2 separate regions of the Mus musculus genome follow, and region 1 is linked to region 2. The links are chromatin contacts, called in public Hi-C maps. All regions are on one chromosome and are shown on one strand. Each heading gives the region's core, a stretch centred on a gene start, on an enhancer-like site or on the middle of the called end of the contact. The rest is flanking DNA. Distances are from core to core; before and after follow the strand shown.

Region 1 (4,101 bases), core at 1,528-4,027, 110 kb before region 2:
GCCACCTCGCCCAGGGGCACTGTGTCGATCACCTGTGCAGGAAGGGGTTCTAATGGAGCAAGCTGGTCCCGCCCGTTACCACCCACAAACCCCCTCTCCAGCTTTGCCCCGAACTACCTCCTTTCCATACACTTCCACCTCGTATCAGTCAGGATCAAACAGAATTGGGGGTTAAGGGCAACAGAAAAGGGATTTCCAAAAAAAAATCAATGGATAGAAAACATGGAAGCACATCCCTGGAAGACTGAGGGGCAAGCCACCCTTAGGGACAGAGCACCACAGCCCTCACTACCTTCTGTGCCACCAGCTTCATCTCAGAGATGTAGGCAGACATGGCTTCCTCCCTGCTCATCTTGCCTGTTCCAGGCATCCCTAGGAGGCAGAGGTCCATGAGAAGTCTGGGTGACAGATGAGGCATTTGTACCCTGCAGGAGGGGAGCTCACCACTTGTAACGTCCAATGGGGTCCCAGAACCCAGGCCGGGGGACCAGGCAGGGCCCCATGGTAGCCTGCTTGTAGTAGCTGTAGAATCGCAGCATCTCTTCATAGGAGGGGCGGTAAGAGCCTGAGCAGAGGGTTGGGAAGGGGAGGGTACCTCATCAGCCCCAGGTCCAAAAGGGAGGAGGCTGCACCTTGGAAGGGCAAAGGTGGCCCCGGATTTCACTCATAGCATCTAAGACAGGAAGCAGAGGGGACCCCACCACAGCCTAGGGAGGAACTTGTTTGTCAACATTTGCAGGGTACAGGCCCAGTTTCATCTCATCTCGGGGTCGGAGCCCAACCATCGTGAACCCTAAAATGCTGATCTGTACAGGCTCACCATTCTTAGGCAGGTTCTGAATGACGCTGACTGCTGCCTGGAACTGTTTTTGACAGTCGGGCTCTTCCTTCTCGGTACCCATGCTGCTTCGAGCTCTGGAGCCCTACTTTGAAGCGACTCTGCAAGAGTGAGTGTCAATGTGACCAGGCTTCATGGTCCACGGTGGCATCCTAAGTAAGCCACCGGACCGGTTCCCAGAGGGGCAAACTTAGTCCTAAGAACGGATCGCTATCCCAGGAGGCCAGAAGTTGAGCTGAGAAGGCTCCTTCTCCTACCTCAAGGCAGCGCCAATGAGGCCAGGGTGGCGAGGACCACCAACTTGGCCATGAGTGGGAGGGGAGGCAGGTGGCAAGGGTCTCAGAGCCACGTACGTCCCCGGATGCACCTCTCTAGACACCCATTTCCAATTCCTGAACAGGCGAATCAGCGAACGAGGAGGAGTCAGGATGGGACGAACAGCCTTCAACCCTGGCTCCCCGCGCCCCAGCCTCTCACTCACCCCTAGGCGCCCACTGCCAGGACACCAGGGTCCTCTTCTCATCACTCACCAGAGGCTTCCGATTGACCTCTTGTTCCAGAGGGGCAGGGATAGGGCGGGATACAGAGCTAGGAGAAAAGCCAACCAGAGGCACCGTTTCGTATTGGTCTTTTATACCCTAACCAGTAAGGAAGGCTCTTTCAAGATTATGCAAATAATGCTATCCTGCCTCGCCCAGCCAGGCGGGGCTAATTTATGGGTGGCACTCCGCACCGCGCGACAGCCCGAGGCGGGCTGCAGCGCCTCCCGGTGGACACACTGATGGTCGCAGAGTCCTCGCGCCCCCTGGTGGAAACCCACGGGAGTGGGTTGATTGATGCGGGCTCCGCCTGTCCGAGGCACCTCGACTCAGCTCTTGGAACACGTCTACGCTGGCAATAGAGGAGAGTCCTGGAGCCCGGCGTTCCGCAGAAAGGACACTGGAGCTGAGTTTTGGAAAAAGTAAGAGTGAACCAGAAAAATAACAACAAAAAAAAGGAACACTCCTGGAAGGAATCAAGAGATCAAGCAGAGGCGAAGGTTTGACAAATAGTAAGCAAATTTAAGATCGCAGTGGTGATGGGGACTTAAGCTAGTATGAAGAATTGTCGGGACTTGGATAAATGAGGAAAGAATACAGCGGGACAAGTAGATGGAGATTCTAGGACCCGAAACTCGCTACTTTTAGCGTGGGAAGCCTGGCTGTAGGTCGCGTCCAAGTGACAATATTCGACCAGCTCGCTGCCCCTATCCAAAGCTCGTGCTTGAAAGCCACATGCACACTCCACCCTTTCGCATTCACAAGGGTACGTCTAACACTACACCGGCACCCGTACAAGGAGGTTTTCCTTGGCTGACGTCATCAACACCTTGGCAGAGTGTTGTGCAGATCCCTTGACCAAGGATGGAGTGTCGCTCTGGGGTACCAAGCTTCTGGAACTCTAAACTTAGTCTCATCTTAGTCTTCAGATCGGTTGGCCGCAAGGCATCCACCTTTGAGGACTGGCTATTGGCCCCGAGCCCGGAGATTAATTCATGACGTCACTGCCCGAGCCTCTCGTCCCCATTCCTGCGCAGCTCTGCTTCAGAATTCTATGGGTTTCCTCCGTACTAGGACCCTGTGGCCCGGGACGATCTCCTATAGATCTGTCCCTTGTCTGGCTCCCTAAGGGACCCGGCTAAGGTGGATGGACTAGGGTCCTGAGTTCCCAGAAAAAATGTGTCTGCGCCGGAGGACAAACCTATCCCTCCGGGAAATTCAATTCCCTTCAACAGGGACTCTGGCCAATGGTAGAAAGGAGATCCGGGGACCTCTAAGGAAATGGAAAGACCGACTCACTAGTAGGGGCGAACGCGTAGACACCAGGGCGCGCAGCTCCAGGCCTGGGGTCCCGCAGGCGCCTCGCACCGCCTAAGTTCGGCCTCGCTCCGCCCACCTCCACCTCGTCCCTCCCTCTCTCCCTCCTCCCGAGGTCTCCTCCTCCTGACTCCTAGGGCGCCGCTAAGTTTCTTAGCTCCGGACCGCGCCGCGGGCTGTGTTCCCGTTGCCCGGTTCTCACGCACAGATCCCGGGCCTGGCCCTGGGCCCTTCGAGACCATGCTGTGCGGTGGCTGGAAAAGGAGTCGCCGCTCGCCGGAGGAATCCCGGGTGTCCGCCCAGGTCGCAGCGCCCCTCGCGTTCCCGCCCTCGCCCGCGTCGTCGGACAGCAGCACCAAAAGGCCTGGGCTACGGGCACTGAAGAAGATGGGTCAGTGACACACAAGGATGGGTCCGGGTGGGCGCGCACTGTCTCTAGGGACAACCTGGACGGAGCGGGGTGTACGGGCCACCTGGTTTGCCAGGGTGCTTGGAATTGGGGAGGATCTGACCAGGAGCACCAGCACTGTTCCAGTTGGGGTTCACACCTGGGGTCATCAGACTTCCAGGCTGTTTTAGAAGGCTTGGATGCCCCCGGTGCATTCTCACCGGGAGGCGCTCGCGGGGCCGTGCTGGGGTGAGAATTTGGGACTCGGGGCATGGATAGGGTTGCTGGAGAGTGAGGAGAATGGACTGAGAGATAAAGCTTGGAGTTAGGTTGGGGATGTAGCTCAATCGGTAGAGCTCTTAGCTCTGGGTTAGATCCCCAGTATCACAACGACTTACTGTTGTTAATCTCCCAGCACTGGCGAGGTGTCAGTAGGAGGATCAGGAGTTCAAGGTCATTCTCTGCTACAAAGTAAAGTGTGTGTGTGTGTGTGTGTGTGTGTGTGTATGAGTCTGGGGTCTATGAGACTCTGTTTCAAAAAAAAAAAAAAAAATACAATGCCAGGCAGTGGTGGCGCGCGCCTTTAATCCCAGCACTCGGGAGGCAGAGGCACGCGCACGCGGAGGTACGTACATTCATCTCCCAAGTGCTACTTGAGGTCTGTGGGCATCTTACAGCACCTGCTGTTCTTGATCCTGAGGGGCTGTTTACAGATGGCCTCTGCGAGATTCTAGACACCCAAGCCAGCCCTGTAACCCTCAGGTCTTCTCTGCCAGCAGTAACAAAGCCCTGGCAAGACCCGGGGCAATGGTGCGAAACAGTCCAGCTTCCTATTTCAGAGGTGAGAGGGAAGTCACTAGTCTTCAAGGAGCCCTCGAGTCGGCTCAATACCGCTGTGGTTTGCAGGTGTGGTGCTAAGCTCACCTTCCTGAGGTAGGTGTCCTGCACCCCATTTCACAGAGGAGGAAACTGACTCAGACATCAAAGAATCTAGTCGGGGCCACTCAGACTGTGTGCCA
Region 2 (3,588 bases), core at 890-3,389:
GGAAAGGGAGATAAGAGGCCCAGGGAGGGCCTGGTCTTTTCTGTGGCTCAGTGCTGGAGAGGGTGAGCCGGGAGGTGCAGGGGCACAATGCGAGCTTCACTTTCTCCTCCCAGAAATACTACAGTAACGCCTGTCATTTAGGGAGCGCTTAGCTGAGGGGCCTGGCTACCGCTCAGTGGTTATACACCCTCAGCTGTGCCCAGCACCCTGTTAAGGACGTGAGGTCATGTGGGGTGCTGCAAACCAAGGTGTGTCAGCAGAGTCAGGACCCCAACACCCTCATCAGCCAAGGCTTCTCTTAGGCTTCCTGAGCACAGACTGTGGGGAGCAGTAACCCCAGCAGCTAGTGTGCGGTTTTGTGGTTGAAAGTGTAGGATGAAACACCTCCGGCCCGGGGTCTCTGAGTGACCCCAGTCCCTGTCCTTTCCTACCGCCTTTCGCCTCCCCCCCCCCCAAGCTCTGTTCATCCACAGAGGGCCCAAGGGGCAGCGGGAGGGCGCATGTAACTGTTGGATGTGCCCTCCACGACGTGCTAGGACATCACCTCTCTCTGCCTTCAGCTGTGGCAGGGCCTGGAGTGCTTTTTCTCCATTGAGGGAATCCTGTAGTTAGCACCAGCTACCCTCGCTGCTCTGTACAAGTGTCTCACGGAAAGTCACAGAGGTGGCCATTGGGACTCTTTAAAAGGTGGCCGTGTCTGGACCTGGCTTCCAAGAATGGGCTTCTCCTTTAAGGTTTTTTGAACCAGTGTGAAATGAAATAGGACAGAGAGGCCTCAGCACCTCCCTGAAACCCTTCCCGGTCTCCTACAGCCCTTGCTCTATCTCGCCTCTGGTTAGAAATAACTTGTATACCTGAGGACGCTTTACCCTGAGCACCTAGTCCTCCATCCGGTCTGCACAGGAGAACGTCCCAGCTCCTTGGGTTCCGCTGCTCCTCATCTGGAGCTCCTTGCCCTCCTCATTCCACGTAACTAAGTCTTGCCTGCTCTTCAAAGCCAGTGCAAATGCCAGCCCTTCTCCAAGGTCTTCCCTGCCCAGCCAGCCAGAAGTTATTTTCTGCAGCATTCAGCTCTGAATGGCATTGGGACTAGCTGGCACTCAGGGTCTGTCTGTCCTTGGGAGGTCTCCCGTCTGCTGGGGCACTCTCCGTGGCAGGGCCTGGTCACAAGCACCTTTCCTGGTGTCCCTGCAGACTTGACCTTGGGAGTTTTGCATCCTCTCCCTCTCCCCAGGCTACCGATACGTGATTCTGGACATCCCCCTCCTGTTTGAGACCAAGAAGCTGCTCAAGTATATGAAGCACACAGTGGTAGTGTACTGGTGAGTGTGAAGCGGAGCCTGGCGCATGGGGGCCGGGAAGGACCTTAGAGTAAGGTGTACCTGGAAAACATCCCTGTACACCTTTCTCAGGGGGTGGCCAAAGCACTAAGTGGGTTGGGGTAGTGTTGCCCAAGCAAGCCTACAGACACCAGCCTTTGTATCTGGTCCTGACGCACCTGGGGTGGGTGTGAGTAAGAGCGGCCCAGGCTTCTGTGGTGTTTGGGAAGGGTTCTCCCTGCTGGCTGTTGGAGACATTTCAGTTGGGCTGCCTGGGTTTGCTTCTGGCCACCCTGTTACTCACTGGCTCCCTTCTTCCTCCTAGAGCAGGTCACATATTTTCTTCTTCTTTTTTTTTTTTAATTTTTAATTTTTTGGTTTTTCAAGACAGGGTTTCTCTGTGTAGCCCTGGCTGTCCTGGAACTCACTTTGTAGACCAGGCTGGCCTCGAACTCAGAAATCCGCCTGCCTCTGCCTCCCGAGTGCTGGGATTAAAGGCGTGCGCCACCACTGCCCGGGGTGTCACATATTTTCAAACAACTTCTTTAGCGTGAAGTACTCATGGCAGGGGCACTGGTGACTTAGAGAGGTAACATGGAAGTGGAGGCAGTTGGAAACTTTGTTGAAGATCATCCATTGGTAGCACCCAGAACAGAGCTGTGGAGGCAGCTGTCAGAAGCCACCCGAGGAAGGAGCTTCATTCTCAGATTCCCCCAGGACAGGAAGAAAATCAGAATTCAGGTTTGGCAAACAGGAGAATCAAGCTGCCAGAGAAATGAGTCACACAGTCCCTTCGGGTGAGAGTGGATGAGGCTGCAGGGCGTGTCTGCTTTCCAGAGACTTCCCAGATGTCATCCACAAGTGTGGCAGACACATAGGTGGGCCTTGGGTCTGCAGGCATTTTCAGCACAAGGTGGTTCTCAAGGGGTTGGTGTGTGGGAGGCTCCTCGTACACGGAAAGGCTCGCTCGTGCCTGAGGGCTGCCTTACCCTCACCTCAGGTGTCTCAGCTCAGCCTGAATCCCCCGAGCCTGGTACTGGGATGCAGACATCCTATCAGGTCCTCCCCAGGGCTGGGCTTCCCTGTGTAAACTTCAGTCTCCCTGGCTCGTCTTGTTTTTAGTGGCTATGACTATAGAACCCAGAGCTTTGCATATGTTAGCAAGTGCTCTGAAAGCTAAGCTATATCCCTGCCCTGTCTGGGTTCTTTATTCTGTTGTAGAGGATACCAGCTGAGCCCAGGAGGGCCCTGTGAAGTCCTCGGATTTTCTGTGCCTTAATAACAAAGTTAGGGGACTGGAGGGATCGCTTAGCATTTAAGAGCACTTGCTGTTCAGAGGACCCAGCCTCCACATGGTAACTCACTACATCCTTAACTCCAGCCCCGGGGAATCTGACTCCTTTTGGCTTCCAAGCACACACCTGATGCCCTTACATACATGTAGGCAAAAACGCTCAGAAAACAAAGCTCTTAAAAAACTGTATGTAGGGACGGAAGAGGAATGTTAGACTGCTTGCTAGTCACCAGGAGGAGCTATACCTTGTGAGGCCGCCTGGAGTTCTTCCTACAGAGACTGGACCTGTGTGATCTGTGATGCTTCTGAGAAGACAGGGGAGGAGTAAAGGAAAACACAGCCATAACAGAATCAAGTGTCACCGTCACAGCCCGAAGCCCGGGCCTCTCTGTTCTGCACCACACTTTTGGGAGGGTGGGTGTACTTCCAAGCAGCTGACAGCCGTCTCCATTCTCCTTCAGGCTCCCCAGCCATAGACGTGTGGCATTTAAAGCTTGCGTCCTCTGTAGTGAGGTTGGCTTTCATAGAGAAGGCTCCTCTCATGTCTGGCTCTCTTCTGTTTTCTCTGGTTGCAAATAAAGGCCTGGAATGGTAAAAATTGTCCCAAGGAAAACTCAGGCTGATTGGCAGGCAGAAAGGCCTAGATCGTGGAGAACAAGGGCTACAGCCCTCTCTCCTGCTCTTGTCAGAGGTCTACTGGTTGATAGGACGAGGGGCCCTGCTGTATAGGACTTGTCACCGTTCTGTGTGGCTACAAGAGAGGGAGTCTCCTAAGGGAAGGTGCTGCCTTGGCCTCTGTTCCAAATTGGGCCAGACCTAGCTGCCCACTGCTGAATCTTGCCCTGGAGAGGGAGGCTGGGATCCATGGTCACGTTTGCTCTGCCCTCAGTGACCGTGATACACAGCTGGCGCGGCTGATGAAGCGGAACAACCTGAACCGGGAGGATGCAGAGGCGAGGATCAACGCCCAGCTGC

Evidence for each region. Hi-C and Micro-C count contacts between places; a contact is called where the count stands out from the background.
Region 1: a Hi-C map of the N1E-115 cell line shows a contact between it and region 2, with 4 times the contacts expected there. The contact joins the promoter of Acbd4 here to the enhancer-like site in region 2. A contact is called at or near these places in 1 of 484 Hi-C or Micro-C datasets (the N1E-115 cell line), 1 of 115 datasets of contacts at active chromatin or transcription factors (microglia) and 2 of 9 other capture datasets (adipose tissue and liver).

What each region holds. Positions count from the first base shown.
Region 1 is chr11:103,100,364-103,104,464 of GRCm38.p6, reverse strand. It overlaps Acbd4 (acyl-Coenzyme A binding domain containing 4), which reads right to left and starts at 2,777. Exons shown (of 11, transcript NM_025988.2): 1 at 2,677-2,777; 2 at 1,369-1,783; 3 at 821-939; 4 at 445-565; 5 at 359-372; 6 at 293-357; 7 at 1-32. The coding sequence starts at 902. It overlaps Plcd3 (phospholipase C, delta 3), which reads left to right and starts at 2,807. Exons shown (of 15, transcript NM_152813.3): 1 at 2,807-3,085. The coding sequence starts at 2,935.
Region 2 is chr11:102,995,087-102,998,674 of GRCm38.p6, reverse strand. It overlaps Dcakd (dephospho-CoA kinase domain containing), which reads left to right. Exons shown (of 5, transcript NM_026551.3): 4 at 1,235-1,322; 5 at 3,503-3,588. Gm34620 (a long non-coding RNA gene) reads right to left here. Exons shown (of 4, transcript XR_389059.4): 4 at 1-3,196. Among named protein-coding and RNA genes, the nearest start is that of Mir6931, 3.0 kb to the left of the region's middle. Within about 2 kb of position 2,139, at least 47 of the 459 cell types and tissues checked have an H3K27ac peak or open chromatin away from gene starts, as enhancers often do. A contact at or near this core is called in the N1E-115 cell line, where this site is marked.